Linked DNA regions of Sus scrofa: region 1 is linked to region 2. A link is a contact called in public HiChIP or PLAC-seq data. All regions are on one chromosome and are shown on one strand. The core of a region is the stretch at or near the end of the contact, and the rest is flanking DNA. Distances in the headings are between cores, read along the strand shown. Region 1 holds the start of TEF (thyrotroph embryonic factor). Region 2 holds the start of PMM1 (phosphomannomutase 1).

Region 1 (5,908 bases), core at 3,407-5,906, 170 kb after region 2:
TGGGGAAGACTAGAGGTAACAGTTGACAGTGTCTTGTAGACCTCCGGGCACACAGCAGGCACTCGTTGCTACTTTACTGTGCCTGATTCATTCCTCGATCCTGGGGACCAACACAGGAGCAGGCAGATGTGTATACTGAAGGCAGAAGGCTGGGTTTTGTTTTGTTTTGTCTTCCTAGGGCTGCACCCTAGGGAGGCATAGGGAGGTTCCCATGCTAGGAGTTGGATTGGAGCTGTAGCTGCCGGCCTATGCCACAGCCACGCAGGATCCGATCCGTGTCTGAGACCTACACCACAGTTCATGGCAACACCAGATCCTTAACCCACTGAGCAAGGCCAGGGATTAAAACTTCGTCCTCATGGATGCTAGTCTATGGATGCTAGATTCACTTCCGCTGAGCCACGACAGGGCTCCCAAAAGCTGGGTTTGTAAATGGATTCCCTTCAGGTTTATTCAACAGAGAGGGCCTGGAGCTGTCTTTTCAGGACCTTTTTCAGACCAACCATTTCAAAAGACTTCTATCTCTGAATAAGCAGAGAAGACTTAAGGTAAGTTTTCTGGGAAGGAGAACAGGGAGCTGTAGAAGAAAGCCTGCTCCCAGTCAAAACAAAACTAATCAATCAGTGGGGACTGGATCCCACCTAATTGTCCCCGTCAAAAAGTTATGCACGTGGAGGAGTCCCCATTGTGGCTCAGTGGTAATGAACTCGACTAGGATCCATGAGGGCGTGGGTTTGATCCCTGGCCCTGCTCTGTGAGTTAAGGATCCGGCATTGCCATGAGCTGCAGTGTAGGTTGTAGACGCATCTCAGATCCGGCACTGCTGTGGCTGTGGTGTAGGCCGGCAGCTGCAGCTCTGATTTGACCCCTAGCCTGGGAACTTCCATAGGCTGTTGGTGCAGTCCCCCTACCCCCAAGAAAAAGAGAAAAAAAGAAGAAGAAAGTTATGCCCGCAGATATCCAAGAAAGGGCAAATTAAGAAAAAAACACAAGAGAAAAATGTGACAAGGTTAGAAGGAACTCAAAGTGACGGAGAAGCTAATCAGGGAAGTGGGAGAGAAAATCATGACAAGCTCATAATGGGTTTTCAAATTGAGGGAGACAACTTTGAACTCTGGATTCTGAAATGAAAAAGAGAAATCAAATAGGATTATGTTGGAAATAAACCAGTCATGCATGGACTCCTACATCACATACAGCCAGGAAGCAGCCCATCGGTCCAATAAAAATGGACACACCCAGTGAATTAAGAAGGCAGAGGTTTTGACTAACAGAATTTGGTCATGGCTTTTAATACCAATTATCTTGAATTCCTGCAACTGCCTTCTGTACCAGGCTTTGGTTTAAAACCAAATGGGAAGTTAGAAAGCAAAGCTTTGGTGGGCTGGGAGGGCCAGATGGCCTCCCTATTCTTCCCTGAGATCTTGACTCTACATGCTGTTCAGCAAGGACTGTGATCCATGTTGGGCGGGTCATGGGGTTCAAAGGAGGTGTTTGTTTTTTGTTTGTTATTTTTTTTTAAGGCTGCACCCGAGGCATATAGAAGTTCCCAGGCTAGGGCTCGAATCAGAGCTGCAGAAAAACAGCCAGACTGAAGGAAGAGTAACAGTACATTCCAGGTTTTGTCTGGCCTAAGCCATTAAGGATAGTGTTTTTATTTTTAATTAATTAATTATTTATTTTTATTTTTTTAAGGCCACACCCAAGGCATATGGAGATTCCCAGGCTAGGGGTCAAATCAGAGCTGCAGCCGCTGGCCTACACTACAGCTGAAACAACGCCACATACAGTCCGGGTCTGCGACCGACACCACAGCTCACGGCAACACCCAGTCCTTAACCCACTGAGCGAGAAGGACAGTGCTTTAATTTTTTTTTTTTTTTTTTTTTGGATTGCACTTGCAGCATGTAAAAGTTCCCGGGCCAGAGAGCAAACCTGCACCACAGCAGTGACAATGCTGGATCATCAACACACTGTGCCACAAGAGAATTTCCAAATCAGTGTTTTTATAAGATGAGTAGTTTTTTGTGTTTGTTTTTTGTTTGTTATTTTTTTTTAAGGCTGCACCCGAGGCATATAGAAGTTCCCAGGCTAGGGGTCGAATCAGAGCTGCAGCTGCTGGCCTACACCACGGCCACAGCAATGCCAGATCCGGGCCTCATCTGTGACCTACACCACAGCTCACAGCAACGCCCGATCCTTACTCCACTGAGCAGGGCCAGGGATCAAACCCGAGTGATTCCAGTCAGGTTCACTACCACTGAGCCACAACAAGAACTCCCCATAAGATGGAGTTTTCATCGTAAAGGATGATAAAGGACTAGGCCCATCACTCGGGTCACAAGGACAGTGGCTGCCAGTGACAGAGTAAAGAGCACATAAGGCCTAGCTATGTGACCTTAAGGAAATAGCCTCACCTCTTTGAGCCTCAGCTTTCCTCATCTGAGAAGTGGGGTAATACCCTATAAGATGGCTGTGGAAGACTAAATAAGACTATATCAAAGTGCTCTGTGAGTATTCTGCAAATGTGAGGTAGAATTATTGTTATAGATGGTTATTATTTGGTAATCTCAAACAAGAACCCCGACGGATGTGTACACCTGTCCTGGTAGCTTGTCTCAGCCTCAGATCCTGGAACAAAATTTTGCCTTAAAAACAAACAAAAGGGTCTGTGCATATGAGGTCTGAAGCAGGAGGAGAGAGCCTGGCCTCACCTGATGTGCTGAAGCTATATATAACCCAACAGTGACAGCCATAGGGATGGGAGCCTCAGAACACAGCCAGGAAAGGAAGAGAAATGGCATGTTTAAAAAGACAATTAATTCCCCAAGGCTGGTATTCACAGAAGGCCCATTCCTTCCCACATCCATGAACTACACCAATGGTTCTCGGAAATTCAAATCTTTGAGACTGAAAGCATCCCTCAGTGCATCTAAAACTCCACTATAGGTGGCACTCCTGCCACTCCCTGAACCTCATGTTCCCAGGCCAAAAAACAAGGCCAAACCTGCTTTCCAGGTAGGCCCCAGGGACCTCTGTGGCCTAGGAACCAAGACAAAGCCCAGCCCTGCCACTGTGGCCCCAAAGGCTAGGGTCAGCCCCAAACAACCAGGTGAAGGGCCTCAGTAGCTTCAGTCTGACCCTCATCCCTCTACCTGACTCATGTCAATCCCCCCTCAGAAGGCCCTCCCATCCCTTCTCCTGACACTCCTCCCCCACCTCAGCAGCAGCCCTGAAATTCATTTCCAGAAAACCTCCAGCGAGTACCTACCTAGTAACTGGGAATACTCACTGGAGGGGAAGAAGACAGGTCCTCATCCCCAGAGAGAAAGCCCATATATAAAGACAATTCGCTACTGTCTATCAGGGTATCTCAAACTTCAGTGGACTTTGGAATCACAGAGGTGGGGTGGGGTGTTCCTAAAAATGCAGATTCCTGTCCCAGGAGCCGCAGATTCAGTGGGTGAAAGGTGAGGCCCAGGAATCGGCATTCTAAACAAGCATCCCAAGTGATCCTGATTCAGGCGTTCCAGAGAAGGCGCCCTCGAGCGTCATTTAAGTGGCTGCTGCGACCCCCATCAGCCTCCTCAGTAACCCCTACGCGTTGCATACACTCGAGGCCGCCCAAAGGAACCTCCTCACCCCGACTCCCACCCTACCCTCTCCCTCCTGACCCCTCCCCGCCAACCCCTATCTGACCCAGCCTCGCTCAACTCGCCCCTGACCTTCTCTTCCCAATCCCTCTGTCTCGCCCTCCAGGGCCCTTGTCATCCCTGGTCCCATCCCCCTCTGCTGGACCACTTCACCCTGACCTCCGACCTCCCCGGCCCCGCCCTCACATAGCCCCGCCCTTGCAGAAACCCCGCCCCCAGGCGCGCGCGGACCCTCCCCCCCCTCACCGAGGCGCGCCCCGCGCGGGGGGTTCTCCATCAGCTTCTTCAGGACCAGCGGGAAGGAGCCTGGCAGGCCCCTTTCCCCAGCTGCGCGCCCCGGCCCCGGGCCCGGCCCCGCCTGCGGCTCTACAGGCGGCTTCTTTCCGCCGCCCGCGTCGGACATCGTGCCCCGCGCTCTGCTCGCGCGCCTCGCCTCCCCCGCCCGCCCCCCGAGATGGGACGGAGCCGTGCGACCCGCCGCAGCTGCCGACACGGGCGGCTACTGCGCAGGCTCCCGGGGGCACCCCCGCCTCCCTCCATCCCTACCCCGCCTGCGGACTGGCTCTGGCATATTAATTATTTATGAGTCCAGGCCAGCTTCCCCGGATGGCGGCCTTGGATTGGTCCGCCTTGAGAGGGGGGCAGGCACAGCCGTCCCGGCCGTGATTGGTTAGGCCGCCCGGATAAACGAGACACGTGCGGGGCCAGGTGAGGAGAAGGGCCGAAGGCCCCGCCCCATCTGCCTCTGTGTCACCTGATTGGCGCCTGGTAGAGTCAGGGTCTTAGGCCCTTTTCGGCTACAGCCCCTTCCCCTCTACCCAAGGTTTCACCTTCGCCTCCCTGCTCATAATACCCCTCCTCCTCTCGGACCACCGTTACCGCTCTCCCCTCGCACCCCAACCTCTCCACTTTCCGGACGCGCCACTGAAGGGAGGCGGAGCTGGGAGCGGCCATGCCGGCGGGGGGAGCCTATCAGAGAGCCCCCCGGGGCCACGCGGCCGTCCCCAACTCCGCGGGTCACGTGGAGCCACAGCCGAGTCCAGTTGCAGGGGGAGGGGAAAGAGGTGGAGGGCGCGAAACAGCCAATGGAGGGCGGGGGCGGGACCCGGGGCGGTGCACGAGGCACAGCACGTGCGGGGTTGCGGCGGGGAGGGGAGGGCCGGTTCTTTTGGTTGCGGGGACTCTGTCCAGGGTCGTGGGACCTGGACGCAGAGCCCAGCCCTTACCCCGCCGACCCGGAGGTTGGCTGAGGGCAGGGCCGGGGACGGCGGCCTGCCCATCGTAGGGACAGCCGGAACAGGCTTGGCTGCCGCTGAAGCGGGTGTCAGGTTCCCCGCGGATCCCGGGTTTCTGGCGCGGGCGTGGCGGCCAAATAAACACGAGCGTGGAGGAGCATTCTTGAGGTCGGGGCGGGGTGGTGGAGAGGAAGGGCGCGGCCCTGAGCCGGAGCCGGAGTGCACGCTTCTGTCCTCCCAACTTACTAGCTTGTGACCTTGGGAAAGTCCAGTTGCTTCCCGGAGCCTCTTTTCTCGCCCATAAAATTTCGGGGTTGGGCTAGATAATCTCTAAAGTCCTAAACGGCTCTGAAAGCCTGTTTCTCTTGAGGACCTTGGCTTTTTCTACAGGGAAAAAAATAAAACTCCTTCACTCAATCTACAGAGTACACACCTCGTGGGAGAACCACCGCCTCTCAAAATATAAATACTTCCTGGGAGTTCCTCAGGAAACCGGGAAAATGGAGAACGTGAGCGGGGTCCACAGATGTGGGGACCTTTCAGGAAGCTGCTCCTAGCGGCACCAGGACTTTGTACCTCTTGATAGCACAATTCATACTCTGCCTTGAACTCAGTGTAGACTCTCCGTGCCTGACAGGGCAGGGACTTTGGCTTGTTTATCCTGTATCCTGCCTGTGACTCGCGCCTTCCAGTAGCCGGGCTGGGGAATGGCAGAGCCCAGTCCTTGGTTCACGGGGTAGGTGCTGACAGCAACACCCAGCTAGCTGAAAGTGGTCAGGCTGGTATAATGAGAACTTTGCTGGGCACTGAGGAGGAAAAAAGCGCTTGGGCCCCTGAGCAGGCCTGGAAAGCAAGAGGTTTGAAGAAACTCTGGGTGATGGTCAAGCCAGGGTGGTGGCATCTGACTCCAGAAATCAAGGTCTCCCGGCCATGCTCATTAGATGTCAGTTATTTTCTGAATCTGATACCTCCCACCAATTGCTTCATCTCTCCAGGCCTCCTTGGTTTATGTCAGATGGA
Region 2 (5,950 bases), core at 1,056-3,555:
AAAAATGCCTGCTTACCCAGGCACACTGGCAAACTGGAGGGCAACCCCTGGGAGTAGAGAGGGAAGTAGAGGTGGGCCTTTGTCTCTGGCTTCTGGTAGAAGAAACAGACAATCTTTGAGGGGAGAAAGCTATAGCAAATGCAGCATAATACCAACATCCAGGGAGAGCCTGCTATTTTTTCCATTAGAAAAGTAGGATTGGAGTTCCCATCATGGCGCAGTGGTTAATGAATCCAACTAGGAACCATGAGGTTGCGGGTTCAATTCCTGGCCTTGCTCAGTGGGTCGAGGATCCGGTGTTGCCATGAGCTGTGGTGTAGGTCGCAGACGCGGCTCGGATCCTGCGTTGCTGTGGCTGTGGTGCAGGTTGGCAGCTGTAGTTCCGATTCAACCCCTAGCCTGGGAACCTCCTTATGCCGTGGGAGCAGCCCTAGAAGAGGCAAAAAAAAAAAAAAAAAGAAAGAAAGAAAGAAAAGAAAAAAAAAGAAAAGTAGGATTATGATCTTTTTTTTTTTAAGTAAAAAAATTTTTTTGTTGTTGTTGCTTTTTAGGGACACTCCAGGATTATGCTTTTTCCATGTTAAATATTCTACAACATAGGTGTTTTTTTTTTTGCTTTCCTTTTTTCTGCTTTTTAGAGCCGCACCTGTGGCATATGGAAATTCCCAGGTCAGGGGTCAAATTGGAGCTGTAGCCGCTGGCCTATGCCACAGCCACAGCAATGCCAGATCCTAGCCAAATCTGTGAACTACACCAAAGTTCGTGGCAATGCTGGATCCTTAACCCACTGAACAAGGCCAGGAATTGAACCTGTGTCTTCATGGATACTAGTTGGGTTTGTTACCTATGAGCCGCAACGGGAACTCCTAACAACACAGATTTCCAAGTCCTCACAGCAATTCATCTTACTGATGGATCATAATTTAACTGATCCCCAATTTTTTTTCTTTTTTTCTTTTTCTTTTTTTTTTTGGCCTTGCATGCTGAAGCTCCCAGGCCAGTGACCAGAGCCACAGCAGTGACAACACCGAATCCTTAACCTACTGAGCCACCAGGGGACTCCATCCTTTTCTTATTTTCTAAAAGCTGAATTGCTGGCTCAAAGGGTCTGCACATTTTTTGTTTGTTTGTTTGTTTTTTAGGGCCGCACCCACTGGCATATGGAGGTTCCCAGGCTAGGGGTCAAATCAGAGCTACAGCTGCTGACCTAGACCACAGCCACAGCTCCGCGGGATATGAGCTGCATCTGCGACCTATGCCACAGCTCAAGGCAATGCCGGATCCTTAACCCAGTGAGCGAGGTCAGCGGTCAAACCTGAGTCCTCACGGATACTAGTCGGGTTTGTTAACCTCTGAACCACGACAGGAACTCCAGGGTCTGCACATTTTTAAGAGTGGACATGCAATAGCTGTTTAATCAGTAACAGTATCAAGCACATTTATACACATTCTTTGGAGAGGGCCTGCTCTGTGGGATCTTTTCTTTCTTTTCTTTTTCTTTTTTTTCTTTTTAGCACCACATCTGTGGCAAATGGAAGTTCCTAGACTGGGGATTGAATAGGAGCTGCAACTGCCGGACTAGGCCACAGCCACAGCAACTTGGGATCCAAGTCGCCTCTGCGACCTACACCACAGCTCATGGCAACCGCCAGATCCTTAATCCATGGAGCGAGGCCAAGGGTGGAACCCGCCTGCTTTTGGATACTGGTCTCTTTGAAACCAGCTGAGCCACAATGGGAACTTCTATTACTTCTTTTGAAGTGCAAAGCAACCCTACAAAGTAGGTGGTGTTTTTCCCATTTTACAGAGGGAAACAGGTAAAGAAGTCTTAGAGAGGTGAAGGGACTTGTCCAAACTCACGTGGTTGGTGAAGCTGGGAAGACTATTTAGAACTGACTCCAAAGTCAAGGTGATGGTTAAATAGTTGTGAATAGAGAGGAGTCCAGGTAAACCATTAGCTGTGCTTTATGGAGTGGACAGAATGACAGCAGGAGTAAGGGTCGGAGAAGGTCATCTGGCAAACCCCAGAGGCTGAGCAAAGGCCATCAGCGGATTTCTTTAAGCTCATGATTTGTAGGTCAAAGGCATTAGTGACCGGGCGAGTCCTAGATTGACTGGCAGCGGGGAGAGTTGTGGGAGGGTGGCCCCCCCCTACACACACACACTCCCCCGGATCTCCCCACTCCCACCCCGGACTCTGCACTGCCGCTCGAGGCTCCGCCCTAGTCCAGCCCCTCCTCGGCCAGTTGCAATCAGAATCACCCCGCCAAGGGCCAGCCCTGGCCCCGCCCCTCCCTTCCGGGTTCTTTCCCTCACTTCCCGCCGGACCCAAGTCAGACCCGGGCCCAGGCCCAGCCTCCATCTGGTTTGCAAAAATCCGAAGGACCCTGCCGGGCTTTGCTCCGCCCTATGCTACGCCCCTTCTCCGCCTGGTACCATCAGAATTAACCTCCCGAGTGAGCTCAGGCCCCACCCCTGCCCGGTACCCCGGGAGAACGTGCCCTGGCCCCTCCCCCTCTTCTCTGGGCGCCGTCCGGATGGCCCCGCCCCTCCCAGGCCCCGCCCTGTCTAGCGTCTTCCCCACGCGGCTCCGGCGGCCGCATCCTTCGACTCAGCTCCGTGAGCTGAGCTGCAACCATGGCGGTCACCGCTGAGGGCGCCCGTAGGAAGGAGCGCGTCCTCTGCCTGTTTGACGTGGACGGTACCCTCACGCCGGCTCGCCAGGTAGGGCCTCGACGTTCAGAAGCTCCTGTTGGGAGTGTCACGCGGACACCTGGAGGCCGAATGTGTGGCCTCCAGCAGCGTGACCCCAGATCCCCCGGGACTGTGTGTGAGATGCCGGAACACACCCGGCCCCTGACACCCCAGGGCCGCCCTCTGGGAGTGATGGGAACCCGGTTCCCCACGTCACAGGCCCCGAGCGTCCGTGCCCTCGTTCTGCCTGAGAGCGAGGGGGGGTGGGTCGGATTCTGGAGGGAGGAAGTGAGCGGGGACCTGGTCCCTCCGCCGCCAGGCCTGGCTCCACGCTCCCACCTCCCCAGCAGTGACTCCCACCCCAGTTCCAGCCCAAAGAGGCACCAGTAGCCCGATGCTGGCTTCTGAACCTAGGGTTCCATACAGGGGCTCAGTGCTCCCAAGCGTTGGAGTCCCAATCGGGCGGGGGCCGGGGGTGGGGGAGTGTCTCCGAGCCAGCCCACCGACCTTTGCAGACTTGGGCCGCGTCTGGTTTCTCAAGCCCCTCCTCTACTTTCCCTCCCTCCCAGGCCCATCCCCCTCCTCTTGGAGGGAAGGAGGGCTTCTGTACCATTTAGGCAGAGTTTTGGGGCTTCGCCCACTTGGAGGGAGGGGCTCGTCTGGTCACCATGGGAATCTTGTGGTACCGGGTGGGCGGGAGTGCAGTTTCCCTTCTAAAAGCATCTCACCAGGTTGATGCTCCAACCTCTGCTCCACACTCAGTTTTTCTCCCTTCGGGTCTCACCCAGGATGAGCCCCCAGACCCGCCCTCACCAGGTGGGTTCATGGATGAGCAGGCTCTTTCTTGCCCTCCAATCTGGGTCCATCAGGACCTCCTGAGGAGTCTCCTAGAGCAGGGAGCCAGTAGAGGTGGGTTGCCTGGCAGAGGCTGATGGGCAGCCAGGTCTTAGTCTCCCCTCCCCTTTGTGAGGGCCCTGGGCCAGCAAGAGGAATCAGGCCACCTCACCTTCCAGCAGCTCCCTGAGTCCTCAGGGATGCAAGGAAGAAGACAGTGGAGCGAGGGTAGCAGGGCTGAGGAACAGTGTCCACCCCTCCCTCTGACCCTTAGCTCCACTAACCTGACAGCCTGAACAAGAACAGTGGCACTGCTGGATCTGGCCTTAGCACTTTTTAAAAGTTAATTTTTAATTGTACACGTACTCGTGAACACGTTCTCTTGTAAAGAATGAAAACAGAACAGAGAAGGCTGAAGTCCCCTGATTAGTCAGGATCCCAAGCCCAGCCTCATCCCCAAAGTTGTGAGGTTTTCAAAGTGCGTTTGATTGTTTTTAATAAGTGGTATCATACTGTGTGTGTCTTTCTGCAGCTTGCTTTTGACAATAAACAGCGTGTCTTGGGGCTCTTCCGTGTTGGAAGCACAGTCCTGCCTTATTCTGTTGTGGCTGCAGTATAGAATTTCAGTGCAAGTGTGTGCCATTCTCTAACTGACTAGCTTATTTGTCTGCAGTTTTCTTCCTGTTATAAACCCTACCCAGTGAACATCCATAATGCACCTGCACAATTCCATAGACGGGGTACTTGCATTTTAAGTTTTAATAGATCCTGCCAAATTACCCTCCAAAGTAGCTGTACCAGTTTACCATCTCACCAGCAACTTGAGAGTGTTTGTGCTCTGTCCGCTCTAGATGTTGTCAGCTTTGAATAACTGAATGTTTGGAAACACGGCTTACAACTCATTAGTTTACACATTTCCTTGACAGGGAATCTTTTCAAGTGATGAGTCACTAGTCAATTGCTTATTCATTTCCAAACACCACCTCATTTAAGCCTTCACAGTGACCACCTCCAGGCAGTTGCTACTATGATCCCCATTTTAGAGGTGGGACAACTAAGGCAAAAAAAAGGCAAAGCCGGAGTTTCCATCGTGGCTCAGCGGAAACGAATCTGACTGGTATCCATGAGGATGTAGGTTCGATCCCTGGCCTCACTCAGTGGGTTAAGGATCCGGTGTTGCCGAGAGCTGTGGTGTAGGTCACAGAGGCAACTTGGATCTGGTGTTGCTGTGGCTGCGGTGTAGTCTGGCAGCTGCAGCTCCCCAGTTAGACCCCTAGCCTGGGAACTGCCATATGCTATGGGTGCAGCCCTAAAAAGACAGACAGACAGACAGGAAGAAAGGCAAAGCCATTTGCTTAAGACATCCTGCTCCTAAAGGACTTGAGCCTGCTTTTGAACCCAAGTGCATCTAGTTTTGAGATCTGGGTTCTAAACCTTGAACTGCCTCAGATGTAGGTGGAATGTGGGCTCCCAGGATTCTGAACCCTGAGTGAGATCTAAGTGGAGGGCCCAGACAGGCTGACAGTCAGAATCTCGTGCTTTCCTGTCCCCCTGCAGAAAATTGACCCTGAGGTGGCTGCCTTCCTGCAGAAGCTGCGCAGTAGGGTGCAGATCGGCGTGGTGGGCGGCTCCGACTACTCTAAGATTGCCGAGCAGCTGGGAGAGGGGGATGAAGGTAGGAGGGGTGGGCCAGAGCCAGCTTCAGGTGGAGGGAGTGGGACTTTGGGAGATTCCCTGGAGCTGTGTGCCTTCAGGGACCCCACCCTGCTTCAGGGAAAAGGAAGTAGAGTAGCAGCCAGATAGTTCCCTCGGTGAGTCAGCTATTATGTGGTGAGCACCTACTGTGTGCCAGGCACCCTGAGGGGCTTTGGAGAAACAAGGAACAAAGCGGACAGAATCCTGCCCTTCCATTGTTTATGCTCTCAGTTCTCCCTGAGCCTTGATTTCCTCATCTTTAAAATGGGCTTGGAGTTCATGTCCTCGATCAGCGGTAACAGACACAACTGGGATCCGTGAGAACGCAGGTTTGATCCCTGGCCTTGCTGAGTGGGGTAAAGGATCCAGTGTTGCTGTGAGCTGTAGTGTAGGTTGCAGACATGGCTCAGATGTGGCGTTGCTATGACTGCGGTGTAGGCCAGCAGCTACAGTTCTGATTTGACCCCTTGCCTGGGAGCCTCCATGTGCCGAGGGTGCAGCCTTAAAAAGCAATCAATGAAATAATTAATAACTAATTAATTAAATAACATGGGCCTAATCAGGGAGTTTCTGTTGTGGCTCAGTGAGTGAAGAACTTGACATAGTGTCTATGAGGATGCAGGTTCGATCCCCAGCCTTCCTCAGTGGTTAAGGCATTGTCCTAAGTTGTGGCATAGGCCAGCAGCTGCAGCTCTGATTCAACCCCTAGCCTGGGAACCTCCATATG

The links. HiChIP or PLAC-seq counts read pairs in DNA pulled down with a chosen protein or histone mark.
Region 1: an H3K27ac HiChIP or PLAC-seq map of alveolar macrophages shows a contact between it and region 2. The contact joins the promoter of TEF here to the promoter of PMM1 in region 2. A contact is called at or near these places in 1 of 47 Hi-C or Micro-C datasets (liver) and 2 of 2 datasets of contacts at active chromatin or transcription factors (alveolar macrophages and skeletal muscle).

Annotation. Positions count from the first base shown.
Region 1 is chr5:7,130,515-7,136,422 of Sscrofa11.1, forward strand. It overlaps TEF (thyrotroph embryonic factor), which reads right to left and starts at 4,657. Exons shown (of 5, transcript XM_021091460.1): 1 at 3,900-4,657. The coding sequence starts at 4,056.
Region 2 is chr5:6,962,694-6,968,643 of Sscrofa11.1, forward strand. It overlaps PMM1 (phosphomannomutase 1), which reads left to right and starts at 2,306. Exons shown (of 8, transcript NM_001184895.1): 1 at 2,306-2,724; 2 at 5,086-5,203. The coding sequence starts at 2,638.